Linked DNA regions of Pan troglodytes: region 2 is linked to region 1. A link is a contact called in public HiChIP or PLAC-seq data. All regions are on one chromosome and are shown on one strand. Each heading gives the region's core, a stretch centred on a gene start, on an enhancer-like site or on the middle of the called end of the contact. The rest is flanking DNA. Distances are from core to core; before and after follow the strand shown. Region 1 holds the start of STT3B (STT3 oligosaccharyltransferase complex catalytic subunit B). Region 2 holds the start of ZNF860 (zinc finger protein 860).

What was found. HiChIP or PLAC-seq counts read pairs in DNA pulled down with a chosen protein or histone mark.
Region 2: a contact with region 1 is called in an H3K4me3 HiChIP or PLAC-seq map of stem cell-derived excitatory neurons, with 5 times the contacts expected there. The contact joins the promoter of ZNF860 here to the promoter of STT3B in region 1. A contact is called at or near these places in 1 of 7 Hi-C or Micro-C datasets (stem cell-derived neural progenitor cells) and 1 of 1 datasets of contacts at active chromatin or transcription factors (stem cell-derived excitatory neurons).

What each region holds. Positions count from the first base shown.
Region 1 is chr2:35,542,940-35,550,302 of NHGRI_mPanTro3-v2.0_pri, forward strand. It overlaps STT3B (STT3 oligosaccharyltransferase complex catalytic subunit B), which reads left to right and starts at 1,292. Exons shown (of 15, transcript XM_024355355.3): 1 at 1,292-3,687. The coding sequence starts at 3,374.
Region 2 is chr2:35,991,623-35,998,768 of NHGRI_mPanTro3-v2.0_pri, forward strand. It overlaps ZNF860 (zinc finger protein 860), which reads left to right and starts at 4,957. Exons shown (of 2, transcript XM_516348.8): 1 at 4,957-5,085. OSBPL10 (oxysterol binding protein like 10) reads right to left here and starts at 4,463. Exons shown (of 12, transcript XM_003950045.5): 1 at 4,082-4,463. The coding sequence starts at 4,362.

The DNA of each region.
Region 1 (7,363 bases), core at 42-2,541:
CAACTCAAATACTCCCTTCCCCTGGAAGCTGGGCCTCTGATGTCACACCATTCTGCTCATGATGTTGTACCCATAGTGTTTGACTGACTCCTGAGAGATTTGAACTCAGGAGGATGTTACAAGCACCTAGCAGGATTAGAACCTCAAGTGCAAAGGGGCAAACACATTCAAGCTTCATCACAAACTGTAAACCATTTTTCCATGTTGATAGGCTAGAAATTGTGAATTCACAATGCTGCAATTTATTTTTATGGGTTCTCTAGTGGTTCCACAATAGCATATTCCTCACAAAAGTAATCTCTGAATTCTCAGGTAGAGCTTTTACTGGTCTCCTCTCCAAAATGCTTTTCACATTGCAGCCTTGGTAATCTTTTCAAAACACACATCTGATCAACTCTCTCCCTCTATCTCAAATACACCACATGCTGCTTAAAACCCTTTATGGCTTCTCAATATTCTGAAGTTAACATGAAGCAAAAAACACCTCTTAAAAGGACCTACACTACCCGGCCATTCCTTTGACTCCTACTGCACCTTGTCCCACTGTCTGCATTGCAGCCACTTTTCTGGGATACTCGTATGCCTCCCCTGCCCCACTGCAGTGCCTTTGCACGTGCTTCTCTGTCTATATAACGCGTTCCATTCTCCTTCTCCTCGTCCGTTCATCATCACTTCCAGTGCTGCTTCCTCAGGGTAATGTTTCTCATCCTTCTGGTGTAGATCAAATTCCCCATGTGCCTGTCCTCCACAGTGTTTGTCACCCTGCATTTTGGTCCTGAACCATCTGATGATGTGGTTAATACCTCCCTTCCTAGGGCTGGCTGGTGAACTCTGTGAGAGTAGGAGCTATGTCTTTCCTGTTCCTAGCTGAATCCCCATGCATCCCAGTTCACTCACAGTGGTCGGCATAAAGGAGTTCAATATATACTTGCTCAATGAATGAGTGAATAAATGAAGGTCAAAAATCAAGGGGTTTTCGTAGGGCTTTTCACCTTTACCACTACCCTGTATTTGCACGTTCCTTAACAATTTCCTAAAATGCTTTCAGATAAGCTTTTTTAATATTAACAACTGACTTTAAGAGCAGAAAGGGCAACCCATGCAGGTGACTTGTCCAATGCTACATGACTAGTGAGCAACAATTTGGGACTATTTCACTTGGTCACTTTTCAGACCAGGCCTATGGCCATTAAACAGCCAAAACAGGAAGCAAAAGAAGATAACGTAGAACTTACTAGGGAATAGATACACAAAGACAATAAAATAGAAATATCCAAACAAATTAAAATAAAAACACAAATTTTATTTTAGACTGATAAAACTTTGGTTCAGGGAACACAGACAAAAATCCTCTGCTGTCATTTCAGCATGTACCGTTTGGGCTACGAGGAAAAGCATTTCATCTTTCTCTGTATAACAGAGGCAGTTAATATTTTATCCTAATTCTCATTAAAATGTGTACGTTCAATAAATGTCGGCTATTAAACTGTTGGTGAGAAAGTCTATTTCTGGAAACCTTTTCATTATTTCCTTAATAAGACTATTTATGGTTTTTTTAAGGAAACAGGACAAAACGTAACCACTTAGCAGGTTAAAAGGGTAGCTGGAGTTGCCTTACTTTCAAAGAGCTACCTCAAAATAACTAGGGTTCATTTATCTAATATTTTAAGACTTCTATTAATATTGAAACACAATTTGTAGTTAAAGAGAAAAATTTAAATCACCTAAGAAAATAATTCAGGGCCTTTATAGTTTTACATTAATATGCCCTTTAATATCCAGATGTTACTTACCTAATAAAATGTACAATTAGCTGTGAATTGACATGAACAAGTATTTACTGAGCACCGATTACGCCGAAAGCTCCGTACTTTCTATGGGGTTTATATCAGAGCAATTCGAGACTCCCCACTACCTCACTTAGTTTAAGCTCATTTTGCCCTGAGTTTATCTGGTAGCACTTTATTTTAGCGGACAAGGAGGGAAGTGGGGAAAGGAAAGGAATTATAAAAATACAAGGTAGACGTGCACAAGAACCTTCGTTCTATTATTATTTAGTAAAGTGAGAACTGGAAACAGCTTAACGTCCAGGGTAAGTTAGTTTCACTCACTCGACGGAATGTATGCAGCCGTTAATGTATTTCTGCATTTTCCCATATTTCCAGTGAACAGACAGTACTTTCGCAATTCGGAGTACAAACGAAAAAGGGCGAGAGAAGGTCGCATTTTGCCTGCCGGAGCTAGGGGCGCGCTTGCCGGTTCCAACGAGTTTTCGGTGTCGGAAAACTTGTCTTTGCTCACATTCTCGGATTCCCGCGGCCGCAGAAGCCGGAGGCGGGACGTGAAGCGCAATGAGCAAGGTAGGCTGTGTCACTGCCGCCACGGGCTCATTCGCAACGCCAGTCGAGGAGCGCCACGGGCGGCTGAACCCCTCGGCCCGACCCACGCGCCGAGGGCTAGGATAATGCGCCTGCGCGGCCGTCACGTGGTGAGGGCTCCGCGCAAAGCGGGTTAAAAGTCACGACCGCGGAGAGCCCGCGAGCGTCCTGCTGGTCGGTGCGGCGCTTTCCGCGTCCTTTAAGACGAGTTTGACCGAGGCCGCTCCGCAGTTCCCGCCCCTCGGCCCAGCTCAGCTCCATGAACCTAGCGGAGCCGCCTAGTACCCTTTCTCGCCGACCGCACAGGCGCGCGAAACCGCGTCTTTCAACTGACAATGAAGCCGTAGCCGCGCAGCTCGGCCACTCCGGGCGAATCGGCGCGAGGCCGGGATGGGGCGGGGGAGGGGGAGACGGTTGGGTCAAGCTCCGCCCCAGCTCGCGCCCCTATTGGTGGGCGCAGCGGTTCTGGGCCCGCCCCCTAACGGACCTGTCGCTTTGTGACAGGCGGAGGGGCCAGTTCCTGTCAGGCCGGGGGCGGAGTCAGAGGATGCTTGAGCTCCGCCCGGACTCCAGGGGGCTCCTCCCCCTGCTCCTCTCGGCTGGGCGGGCGGCGGGCTAGAGAGGGAATGTCATTGCTTCTCAGAGCCGTGGTGCCGCCTCCGTCTGCTGCTTCTTCTCTGGCGCCCTCGTCCCGTCGGCTTTCGCCGCCGCCGCCGCAGCTGCACTGGGGATACGGATGGCTAGTGGGGCGCCGGGGCCATCTGGGTTGAGAGAGCGGCGATCGCGGCCGCTGCTGAGGCGGAGACTCCCCGCCGCCGCTTCCTCCACCCCCAGCCCGCCGGCCTCGCGGCGCTGAGGGCGGGAGCGCGCAGAGCTCTTCCCTCCTCCTCCTTTTTCTTCCTCCTCCTCCTCCTCCTCCGGGTCCCCGCCCAGCACCCCTCGCACCAGGCGGCGGCGGCGGAGGAGGAGAGCTAGACCCGCCGCCGGGGCACAACATGGCGGAGCCCTCGGCCCCGGAGAGCAAGCACAAGTCGTCCCTCAACTCGTCCCCGTGGAGTGGCCTCATGGCCCTGGGAAACAGCCGGCACGGCCACCACGGGCCCGGGGCCCAGTGCGCGCACAAGGCGGCGGGCGGCGCGGCGCCGCCGAAGCCGGCCCCGGCGGGGCTGTCCGGGGGGCTGTCGCAGCCGGCTGGGTGGCAGTCGCTTCTCTCCTTCACCATCCTCTTCCTGGCCTGGCTTGCCGGCTTCAGCTCGCGCCTCTTCGCCGTCATCCGCTTCGAAAGCATCATCCACGAGTTCGACCCGTGGTAAGTGCCTCGCCGCCCCTCCCCCGCCCGTGGCCCGCGGGGAACCGGGACCCGCTCCTCTGCCCGCCGCAGCTCTCCTCGACTTGGCCCCGCGCCGCCGCGGAGCCCCGCTCGCGTCCTGGCTGAGGCCGGCGCGGATCCCGGAGCTCCGGGCGCGCCCCCTGCCCGTGGGCGAAGTTTGCCCCGTGCAGCCTGAGGCGGGGCGTCGGGGTCCGGGAGCGAAACCTTGACTCTCGGCCGGGCTAGTGTGAAGACTGCCAGGAGTGTGGGTGCAGCCGCCAGGAGTGTGGGTGCAGCCGCCGGGAGTGTGGGTGCAGTCCCTCGCAGCCCGCTTTGGTCGCTGAGTCCGGACCCGCCACGCCAGGAGCCGGCAGGTAGTTCCTCCGCGGACTGTCGGCCGATTCCCCGCCCTCCTCGCCCGCTGCTTTCGCGTTCTTTCATTTTTGCGGGCGCGTTTTTGCTAGTTCAGACGGAGTCGGCCAGGGGGGCTGCCCTGTTGTCGCTGGAGGTGGGTCCAGATGTGCCGGAACCCCGGCTGCTCACCCTTGCAGTTTTACGCTTTTACTGTTTCTTTTTATGCTCTCATGATACGAGAAGGGAAAAGGAGAGTCAGTGGGGTGTTGGAGGGAAGGAAATAATACCCCTGAAAGTGATCTGAAAGCTAGCTACTCTTATTTATTTATCATTAGGTATTTTAAAGAGTGGCTTTTTTTCAGAGCTCTTAAGTGCACTCAGCACCTTACTGTTTCACTATCGTCTTGGGTTGCTTTTTAGAACAAGATCCTTACCCTGTTAGCCACTGTCACCCTTAGTGTGTTATGCACAGTACCTGAAAGCATTGCATTAGTTCCTTTATTGGTCTGCAGGAAGGTTTGTGGATAAGAGCAAACAGTACCACGGTGATGGGAGTCCTAGATTGTAATACCGAAGTTGCACATGGTGTAAGGGACAGACCTGAATGTTTTAGGAAATTACCCCACTCTTAACAACACTAGCTAACTTAGACACTACATTGGTCTGTGAATTATCTAGATGGGAAGATTGCTTTAACTTTTTTTCGCAACTTGCCCAACCCGAGTTAGGATTTTTCCCCCTGAGTTAGGATTTTCCCCTCTGAGAGTATGCCTTTTAAACTAGTGTTATCTTATTGACCTGTCAACCTTGAGTTAATCTTACTTCCTCACAGTTAGACCTAACTAAATTTCAGGATATTTGTTTTATCATTTGAGAATGAAAGAGAGAGAGTCTTTTTTGAGAGTTACTAACTATATAGATAATAAGTGTTCGGGGGGAGGGGGGCAGTAACTTACCTGTATAGTAATATACCAGATTTAAGTTCTGCATTATGGAGAGAAAAATTGGTACTGCAACATCTATTGAACACCAGAGGGGCCCACTCATGGACAGTTCAATTTAGATCAGTTAATTACTGTGACAGTCTTCCATGAAATGTTTTCATTCCATTTTAGAAGTTTTGATTTTGTTTTCTAACACTAGTTTTTTAAAAAAATAACCTTTTTGTTAACGTGCAATCACAGAAGAAAATATGTTAGTGTAGACTATTTATGAGCCTAAGAATACCTGTGAAGGCTTATTGACACAATATTATTAGGTGGTCTTGTTTTGAAACACTTAAGCAAGTTAGATAAAAATGAAATTGGAACCAGAAAATGAAAACTAGTATTTACTGGACAATATGAAAAGAGAAAGTTCTCTTTTCAGATTAAAATAGCAGAAATGCATGGTTGACCAAACATTTCAGGTAACAAAATTGTGAATATTTCCATAGTAACATTTTTACAAATGGAAGGCTAACTACTGTTTAATAGTAACTCTGGGGCTGAAATTAAAGATTGCAGAAAAATTCACTACTGAATGATGAGATTTTGGTCATTTTTCCTTAAGATTAGAAATCTGCATCAAGTCAGCCAAAGATCCCCACTAAAATTGAGTAATGCAATAATGAAAAGGCTCAACAGATAAAGTGGCTAATTTTTTTATTTTTTATTTTTATTATTATTATTTTTTAGTGTAGCTAAGTATTAAAAGTTTCCTTTTCCAGCTTCAGTAGTGTGGTTGGAGGGCATAATTCTTTTTCATGCACATGAAAATATGTTTTGGTCGGGCGCGGTGGCTCACGCCTGTAATCCCAGCATTTCGGGAAGCCGAGGCAGGTGGATCACCTGAGGTCAGGAGTTCGAGACCAGCCTGGCCAACATGGTGAAACCCCCTCTCTACTAAAAATACAAAAATTAGCCGGGAGTGGTGTCGGGCGCCTGTAATCCAGCTACTTGGGAGGCTGAGGCAGGAGAATCTCTCGAACCCGGGAGGCGGAGGTTGCAGTGAGCCGAGATCGCGCCACTGCACTCCAGCCTGGGCAACAAAGAGCGAAACTCCGACTCAAAAAAGAAAATATGTTTTGCTTCATTTTTTATATATATGAAAACGCATTTCTGACACATTATCATTTAGCTAAATTTGTACCATTTGAAAGTATACATCTCTGTTTTAAAGAGCTACTTAATTTAGGTATTCTGCATGTAGTTTTAATGTTGACATTTCTTAATTAAATGTTTATATTCATAATGTTAGATAATCTTGCTTAGTAGTAAGGAGATTTGTATAATAATGGACTGTCCCTGTGCCTTACCGTGAATGGAGATTTGTCAGTATGAATCTAATATAATGTCTAATTCAGGTGACTTAATGAGAGAATCAGGTTTCAGACAAAAAAAAAATACCTTGTTCTTGTTTTTTTTTTTCATGTCTTTTGAAGATCTCACGCAGTTAGGCATCTCATTCATTCTTATCTGATTCTTACAGTCATTCTTTTTGAAAAGGTTAAAAGGAGGGGGATGTGTAGATTGCCTGCCATTATTACTTTGGGCTTTTAAAGCTTTTTGGGGCTTTTAAATCTAGTTTTCTTCTATAGCTACTAATAGTCGCAACACTTTAACCGGTCTGTAGCTGAACACTCTAGTGTTTCTAGTTTGGGAGTTGCTCAGATCACCGTCATATCATATAGCAATGGCACAGACCTTTAATAATATTTAAATGTTACTCTCAGGCTGTGCTTCCACAAACCGATTTATTCTGGCCTGCTCATACCTTCCCTGACCTCTTTTTCCATATCTCTATCAATGGTTTCATTTCTGCAAGTCGTTTTAGTGAAGAGTTTACTTTCTCTGTGAGCTATTTCTTTAAATTTTACAGTAGTTCTTAAATTGTGTAAAAGACTCAAGTTAGCTGCTGAAAGTGACTTCTTGTCACAGAGTTATACTTGTTTTTTAAATTTGTCACCCAAGTTATTTTATTTATCTTACCAGTTGTCATAAGGGGTGGTGTGTGATTTATTTATTGAAGTACACTGCACTTTTTTAGCATTTAGCAACATTTTTGGTAACAATTTGACTTCACTTTAGTAATTCCTCCCTTAACAGCTGAGTTGAACAGATAGGAGGAAACAGTTTGAAAATATATTGTCTGTACTTGCCAAACGTTTGGTTAATCAACCACTTTAACAGCACTTAACTATACCTTTTTATCTGGAGCAAAATGCGTTTTCTACCTATTTTTATTGTAAGTGATAATACTTTTACTTTATATTAGCCAGATACCTTTTCCATATCCATTATCTTGTTCAATTGTGGTAGCCTTTCCCATAGAAGCAATGAAG
Region 2 (7,146 bases), core at 3,707-6,206, 450 kb after region 1:
TACAACCCTGCCAATCACCAAAAAAAGAATTGAAGGTTGGTTCCACGTTTGCAGTGTCTTCTTTTCTCCAAATAAGAAAAAGTGAATGGCAATGGCAACCGTTAGATATTTAAATAACAATTTCTAGATCCAATTAGAAATTATTTCCTCAAATACTTGATATTATGAGCAACTCCAAAATAGTTCCATTTTAGTTTGAGAGTAAAGTTTGACTTAGGGCAAATGAAAGTTCATACGGCCACTTTCTTACTAGGGGTAAGCACCTCAAACTGAACACAGTCCAAACAGAACTCTGGGCCAAGCCTCACCCTCCCCACAAACACATTCCCCTCCTGTGATCCTCATCTCCACAAAGGACGTCTCAACCTCCCAGCCTCTCAGGCCCACAAATCAAGAGTTATTCTTGCCCCTCTCTCACCTCCACATCAAATTCATCAGCAATTTCCATCCTCTCCACACCAGATCTATCCCTTCTCTCCAGCTCTCTGCCAACCCCCAGCCCAGGCCGCCAGCATCTCTTTCCTGGACCACTCAGATGGGCTCCTAACTGGTCTCCCTGCTTCATGCTTTGGCCCCTTGAAAATCTCATCTCTACACAGCAGCCAGAGTGACCTAATAAGTGTCACTTCCCTTCCTAAAATCCTTCTGGGCCACCAGAACCCAGTCTGAAATTCTAATCCTGGCCAACTAGGTGCTATGTCATCTGCCTCCCCAAGTTCTTGAGGTTTACTCTCCCCATGGTTCACTCTGTATGAGTGATAAGATGGGTAATAAGAGAGTACTCTAAGTGAAAATGTGAATAGCAGTAAAAACACTAGACTCACACTTATTCCTGCAAATACTTGCCTTTATCTCATCACCTTTTTTTAACCTTCATAGCACTTGCCACTTTCTGGATTTTTTATTGTTGTTCATTTATATCAATGCATTTACTCTTCAATGCCATCCTGTAAATCTATACAATGTTATTATGCCTGAAATATTTTCTTTAAATATCTATAATAATGAATGACAGAAAGCCCTTAATGCATGTTTTCCCCATACTCTAAGTATTTCACATTCTCATCCAGTGAGTGTGAGCCAAATGTCCTGAACTTACTCTCCTGAGTTGAGCACATTCCCATCATACAGTGTTCTTCTCTGTGACCTCTCTTTATGTCGTTTATTTTGTGTTCTGGCCCAAACTGCCTTCCTAAGGGCATGAGGATGAGGCTACAAATAAAGGCAGAATATGATGCCAAGTGTTAAAATATAAGTTTTACAGCAACTTGAGAACATGCAAGAGGACACCAGGGTACAAACTGTTAGTGGGTGATTGGTATTAAGTCCTGGGAGCTGGTGAAGAGCACTACAATTGCACAGCAGCCTGAGAGGATGAACCAAGAACTTGGTTGCTATAGATTTGTCATTAACTGTGGGCACTTTGAAAAGAACTGCCAAAGGAAGATGCTATGAGGCCCAGAAAGAAAGGCAGCATGAATCAGTTGGCTATTTGTACTAAGGCATTTCCCTGGACCAGGGAAGGGTGGTAGCTCCAGCTCCTAGAACAGTTCCTGCCACATAGTAGGTGCTCAATAAACCAGTCTCTGAATAGATAATTGAACAAATGAATACATTTTCAAAGTTTCTATTTTTATTCTCTTCTCTCTTCCTTTTCGCTAATCCATCTGTCCCTTCATGAGACCCCTAGAGAAGGGAGAATTTTGCAAGCACAGAGTCATCGTAAATCTTCTCCAAACCACTAATGGACCCTCAGCCATCGTTCAAAGAACAAAATGTGGGAAATAGAAACCCTGACACTGAGATGTTAACAATTACAGATGATGCTTATGGAGTCAGTGGTAGACTTGGAAAACGGTGAGTCTACTGTGGTAAGAACAAACATAGGCAGACAGCTATAAATTGCAGTAAACAAACTCAATAAAGATGAGACATCACTTAAGCATGCTCCGGAGTGTACTTAATACCACATTTCACCTAGGTAGCCTGCAATCACATAGGTATTATTATTGGCATTAAATATGCTTCTTCTCAACCTTGCCTCCAATCTAAACACCACAATAGGTTTAAAATAATGCAAAAGAATGTTACTCCAATGCCTCCTAAATCCACTCCAAATAACAAATCCTTTAATACAGACTGCAAGGTAAAATATTGTTCCCCAGCAAGTAAATAATAAAATAACTGTAATCCAGGGTAAAAGCTTTGCTGGCCTCATAAGCTACTTGAAGAAAAAGCATTAAAAGTGATTGCTCAACACACCAACAAAATGCTGTTACTGACAAGGCACCTTGAGTTGCCATTAACAAGACATAATTACCAAGAACTGAAATCAGATTTAGTCATCTCATATCTCCCTCTACCTACGCATTCTACCTATTCTTTTTCAGCTTTCACGAATTGAAAGGGGAAGGGAGAGGCAACAGCAGACACTAGGACTATTTTGAGAAATAAAAGGATTCAAAAGTTAAGTGCAACTTCCACTAACATAGTAACACATCTCCCAGGAAGCCCAGGTGACTCAGAAAGTCCTATATGTAGAATATCAATATAGAAACAACTCAGTTTCCATACTTCAAAAGTCCTCTTCCTCCAAGTTGAGTTTTGTGCAAATAACTGGCTGATATGTTTCAGATGGAAGCAAATCTGAACATTTCCAAACAATCTACAGGAAGAGATAACCAAGTAATATAGTCCATGCAGCAGAGATAAGCAACTTTCCAGGGTATAATTCAAATCTCACAAACATCCTTAAGAGCCCCAAGTCTATTAAGATCTGGAGACTGTTAAATAGGCAGGACAAAATATCCCACCAACCACCTCTCCAAAAAGCATTGTTCTCCTCGCACTGACCCTTGTATTTCCCTCTGGCTTGTTTTTGAGAAACAAATTGAAAAAAAAAACAAAAACAAGAAGTAAACAGTAGTGCCACATCTGTTCTTGTCTTCCTCACGATGGCAGATCACACACACTACCACCATTCCAAGTGCCTCCTGAGCCCCTTTCCTCGACAGCCCCATCCTTCCACTTGTCCATAACTAGGCTTCTCAACTGCAAGGGGGAAGTGAGCAGGAAACTTCAAATGGGACCTGAAGAGGAAATAATGATAATAATGTAAATTGCTACTAATATTAAAAGGGGGAGGGTATTTTTTCTTTCTTTCTTTTTATTTTTTTATTTTATTTTATTTTATTTTTTGAGTCGGAGTCTCGCACTGTCGCCCCGGCTAGATTGCAATGGCGCGATCTCGGCTCACTGCAACCTCTGCCTCCGGGGTTCAAGTGATTCTCCTGCCTCAGCCTCCGGAGTAGCTGTAATTACAGGCGCGCCGCCACGCCCGGCTAATTTTTTTTATTTTTAGTAGAGACGGGGTTTCACCATGTTGGCCAGGCTGGTCTCGAACTCCTGACTTCCTGATCTGCCCGCCTCGGCCTCCCAAAGTACTGGGATTACAGAGGTGAGCCACCGCGCCCGGCCTCTTTCTGTTTTTAAACAAAACTTCCATTACAGACATCGGAGGCTGCAAGGCACAAACTGGGGCAGGAGTATGCACAGTCGCCCAGGATGACAAGTGGCAGGTTTTTTGTTGATGTTGGTGGTGTTCTGAAACACCAAACTTTAAAATGAACTGTTATTTAGAGAATTACTGTAATCGGAGCGGACGTGCTAACGCTTTTTCACCCCGGCACAAAGCACGCCCCTTCTGCCTCCCTTTCCCAGTCATTCTTCAGGCGTGCGGGAAACCGCGGACAAGCAGAGCACGCGGACCAGCACGATCCTCCTGCCACCACTCCAGTCTCTGCAGGTGCCAGCATAGAAGAAAACCAGGGCTCTCGCCTCCCTCCCCGCCACTGCGGTGCGGTCCCGGGGTGGAGCCACGGCGCGCCCCATCCTGAGAACCCCACCTGGAGGGGAGCAGGGACGCAGGAAGGGCACCGTTGGGAGGCATCACCGGGTTCGCTGAAGGCACAATCGCGCGCGCGCACACACATACACAACACACATACACACACACACGCGCGCGCGCGCACACACACACACACACAGCGGCGCGCGGTGGCGCGGGCGGCTGGCGCGTTACCTGTTCTGCCAGCCCTGGAGGAGGTTGGTGTATTTGCTGAGCACGCCCTCGAGCGCCGGCTCCCTCCTGCGGCCGCCTCCCCCGGACGGGCTAGCGGCCACAGAGCCCGGGCTGCTGCGGCTTCCCCCGCCGCCGAGCCCGGCCGCCGCCGACCGGCTGGAGACCCCCCGGCCCGCCAGAGAGCAGGAGGGCGAGGAGCCCGCCGAGGTAGCACGGCTGCTGCTGCGGCTGCTGCTGTTGCTACCCCCGCCGCCGTCTGTGCCCTGGGCTGCCCTCTCCATGGTCCGTGCGCGCCCGGGACGCGGGTGCCCGCCGCGGTGGCGGCCCCGGCACGGCGGCTGCTGCTGCTGCTACAGCTCCGGGCGCCCGGGCCGCGCGTGGCTGCTCCAAATCCCCGGGAAATGCCTGACTCATACAGGAGGAAGAGGAGGAGGAGGCGAAGGAGAGCTGGGAAGGAAGCCAACGGGGCTGGATGCAGCTGCGGCCGCCCCTCCTCCCGTCGCGGCCAGGGCCCGGCCCCTCCCTCCGCACTAGTTTCCCGGGCAAGTTCGGAGCGGGTGGCCGGCTAGGCGAGCCCTCTTCGGGTTCCTCCTTCTCTTCCTTCGTGTCCCTGCGGCCTCTCAGGCCCTCGGGACACCCTAGGAGGCCGATCTGCAGGGTGGGCACGCCCTAAATCCACGCCAAGTCACCCACGCATTCCTTCTGCCACCCTCTCTTGGATCCGAAGGGGCGAAAGGGAATCTCTGCACGTCACTCCCCACCCCTTATCCACCTCGGGACCTGGAGGGAGGGGCAGCCCCACCCACCCGGTCCACCCGGATATGGACCCGCCCGGCCTGACAGGCTCACACGCACACTCCCTCTCTCGGTCTTCCGCACACGATCCTGCGCCAGACGCTCCTACACAGTAACCTGGAAATTATCACCGGCGGAGCAAAGTCACAGCTCAGGGAGGCCCTCCGCGTTGTCTGGCGGAGGAGGGGAGTGGCAGGTGATCCTCACAGGTAAGCTCGCCGGGCATTTTCATGCAGCAGGATTATGATAAATGCTTAACAGACACACTGCTGTGCTGGGGTGAGGTGCGCGAACTCTCAGGTTTGTGCGAGTGCTTCCTTAAATTGAATGTCCTAGGTCACTCACTGGCCTAACCTAATCCCCTGCCCTGAATGGCACGCATAAACCTGGCAAGTCAAAACCTATCCATTGTTACCACACTGCACGTGCACCTAGGAGCAGAGGCTCTGAAACCCGGAAAACTGCTCCGGAGGCAAGGGAAATTAACAGATATTTACAAACATTGATGGATTCTCTGTGTTGGCTGTAACTTCTGCGCCCCTCTTCCTACCTAAAGATACTCTTTCTATCCCACTAATATTTTTTGTGAATATAGATATCCATTGTAATCTGAAGTATCAAAAATTACCTAGAAAAAAGCTTTGAGGAACTCAGACTCTCTCTCACACACACACACACACACACACAGACAAAACAAAAGGTGATAGATGATAGGTGATCTCCGTCCAAAGGATCTACAAACCCATCAAGCAGATAAATACTTCAACAGTTAAAAAAAATTACTAAATGGAAGAGTCAGCTCTCAAAGGGACAGTTCCCCGAGCCCAACCCCTTTCTAGCTTCACATCCTTCCAGGAAGATTTCATGGGTGGTTTAGCTCTAGAGATGCACGGAGAAGCTTCTGGAGTTGAAGAGAAGTGGTTGTGCCCCTGAGTAAATTACAATTCCAGGTGCCTACATAGTGTTAAAAAAAAAAAAAATCTGGGGTGGAGACGGGGTTTCGATGTGTCGGCCGGGCTGGTCTCCAGCTCCTAACCGCAAGAGATCTGCCAGCCTCGGCCTCCCGAGGTGCCGGGATTGCAGACGGAGTCTCGTTAACTCAGTGCTCAATGGCGCCCAGGCTGGAGTGCAGTGGCGTGAACTCGGCTCGCTACAACCACCTCCCAGCCGCCTGCCTTGGCCTCCCTAAGTGCCGAGATTGCAGCCTCTGCCTGGCAGCCACCCCGTCTGGGAAGTGAGGAGCGTCTCCGCCTGACCGCCCATCGTCTGGGATGTGAGGAGCCCCTCTGCCTGGCTGCCCAGTCTGGAAAGCGAGGAGCGTCTCTGCCCGGCCGCCATCCCATCTAGGAAGTGAGGAGCCCCTCTTCCCGGCCGCCATCACATCTGGGAAGTGAGGAGCGTCTCTGCCCGGCCGCCCATCGTCTGAGATGTGGGGAGCACCTCTGCCCTGCCGCCCCGTCCGGGATGTGAGGAGCGTCTCTGCCCGGCCGCCCCGTCTGAGAAGTGAGGAGACCCTCTGCCTGGCAACCGCCCCGTCTGAGAAGTGAGGAGCCCCTCCGCCCGGCAGCCACCCCGTCTGAGAAGTGAGGAGCGTCCTCCCTCCTCATCCGGGAGGGAGGTGGGGGGGTCAGCCCCCCGCCCGGCCAGCCGCCCTGTCCGGGAGGTGAGGGGCGCCTCTGCCCGGCTGCCCCTACTGGGAAGTGAGGAGCCCCTCTGCCCGGCCAGCCGCTCCGTCCGGGAGGGAGGTGGGGGGGTCAGCCCCCCGCCCGGCCAGCCGCCCCGTCCGGGAGGTGAGGGGTGCCTCTGCCCAGCCGCCCCTACCGAGAAGTGAGGAGCCCCTCTGCCCGGCCAGCCGCCCCGTCCGGGAGGGAGGTGGGGGGGTCAGCCCCCCACCCGGCCAGCCGCCCCGTCCGGGAGGTGAGGGGTGCCTCTGCCCGGCCGCCCCTACTGGGAAGTGAGGAGCCCCTCTGCCCAGCCAGCCGCCCCGTCCGGGAGGGAGGTGGGGGGGTCAGCCCCCCGCCCGGCCAGCCGCCCCATCCGGGAGGGAGGTGGGGGGGTCAGCCCCCCGCCTGGCCAGCCGCCCCATCCGGGAGGGAGGTGGGGGGATCAGCCCCCCGCCTGGCCAGCTGCCCCGTCCAGGAGGGAGGTGGGGGGATCAGCCCCCCGCCCGGCCAGCCACCCTGTCCGGGAGGTGGGGGCGCCTCTGCCCAGCCGCTCTGTCTGGGAGGGAGGTGGGGGGGTCAGCCCCCCGCCCGGCCAGCCGCCCCATC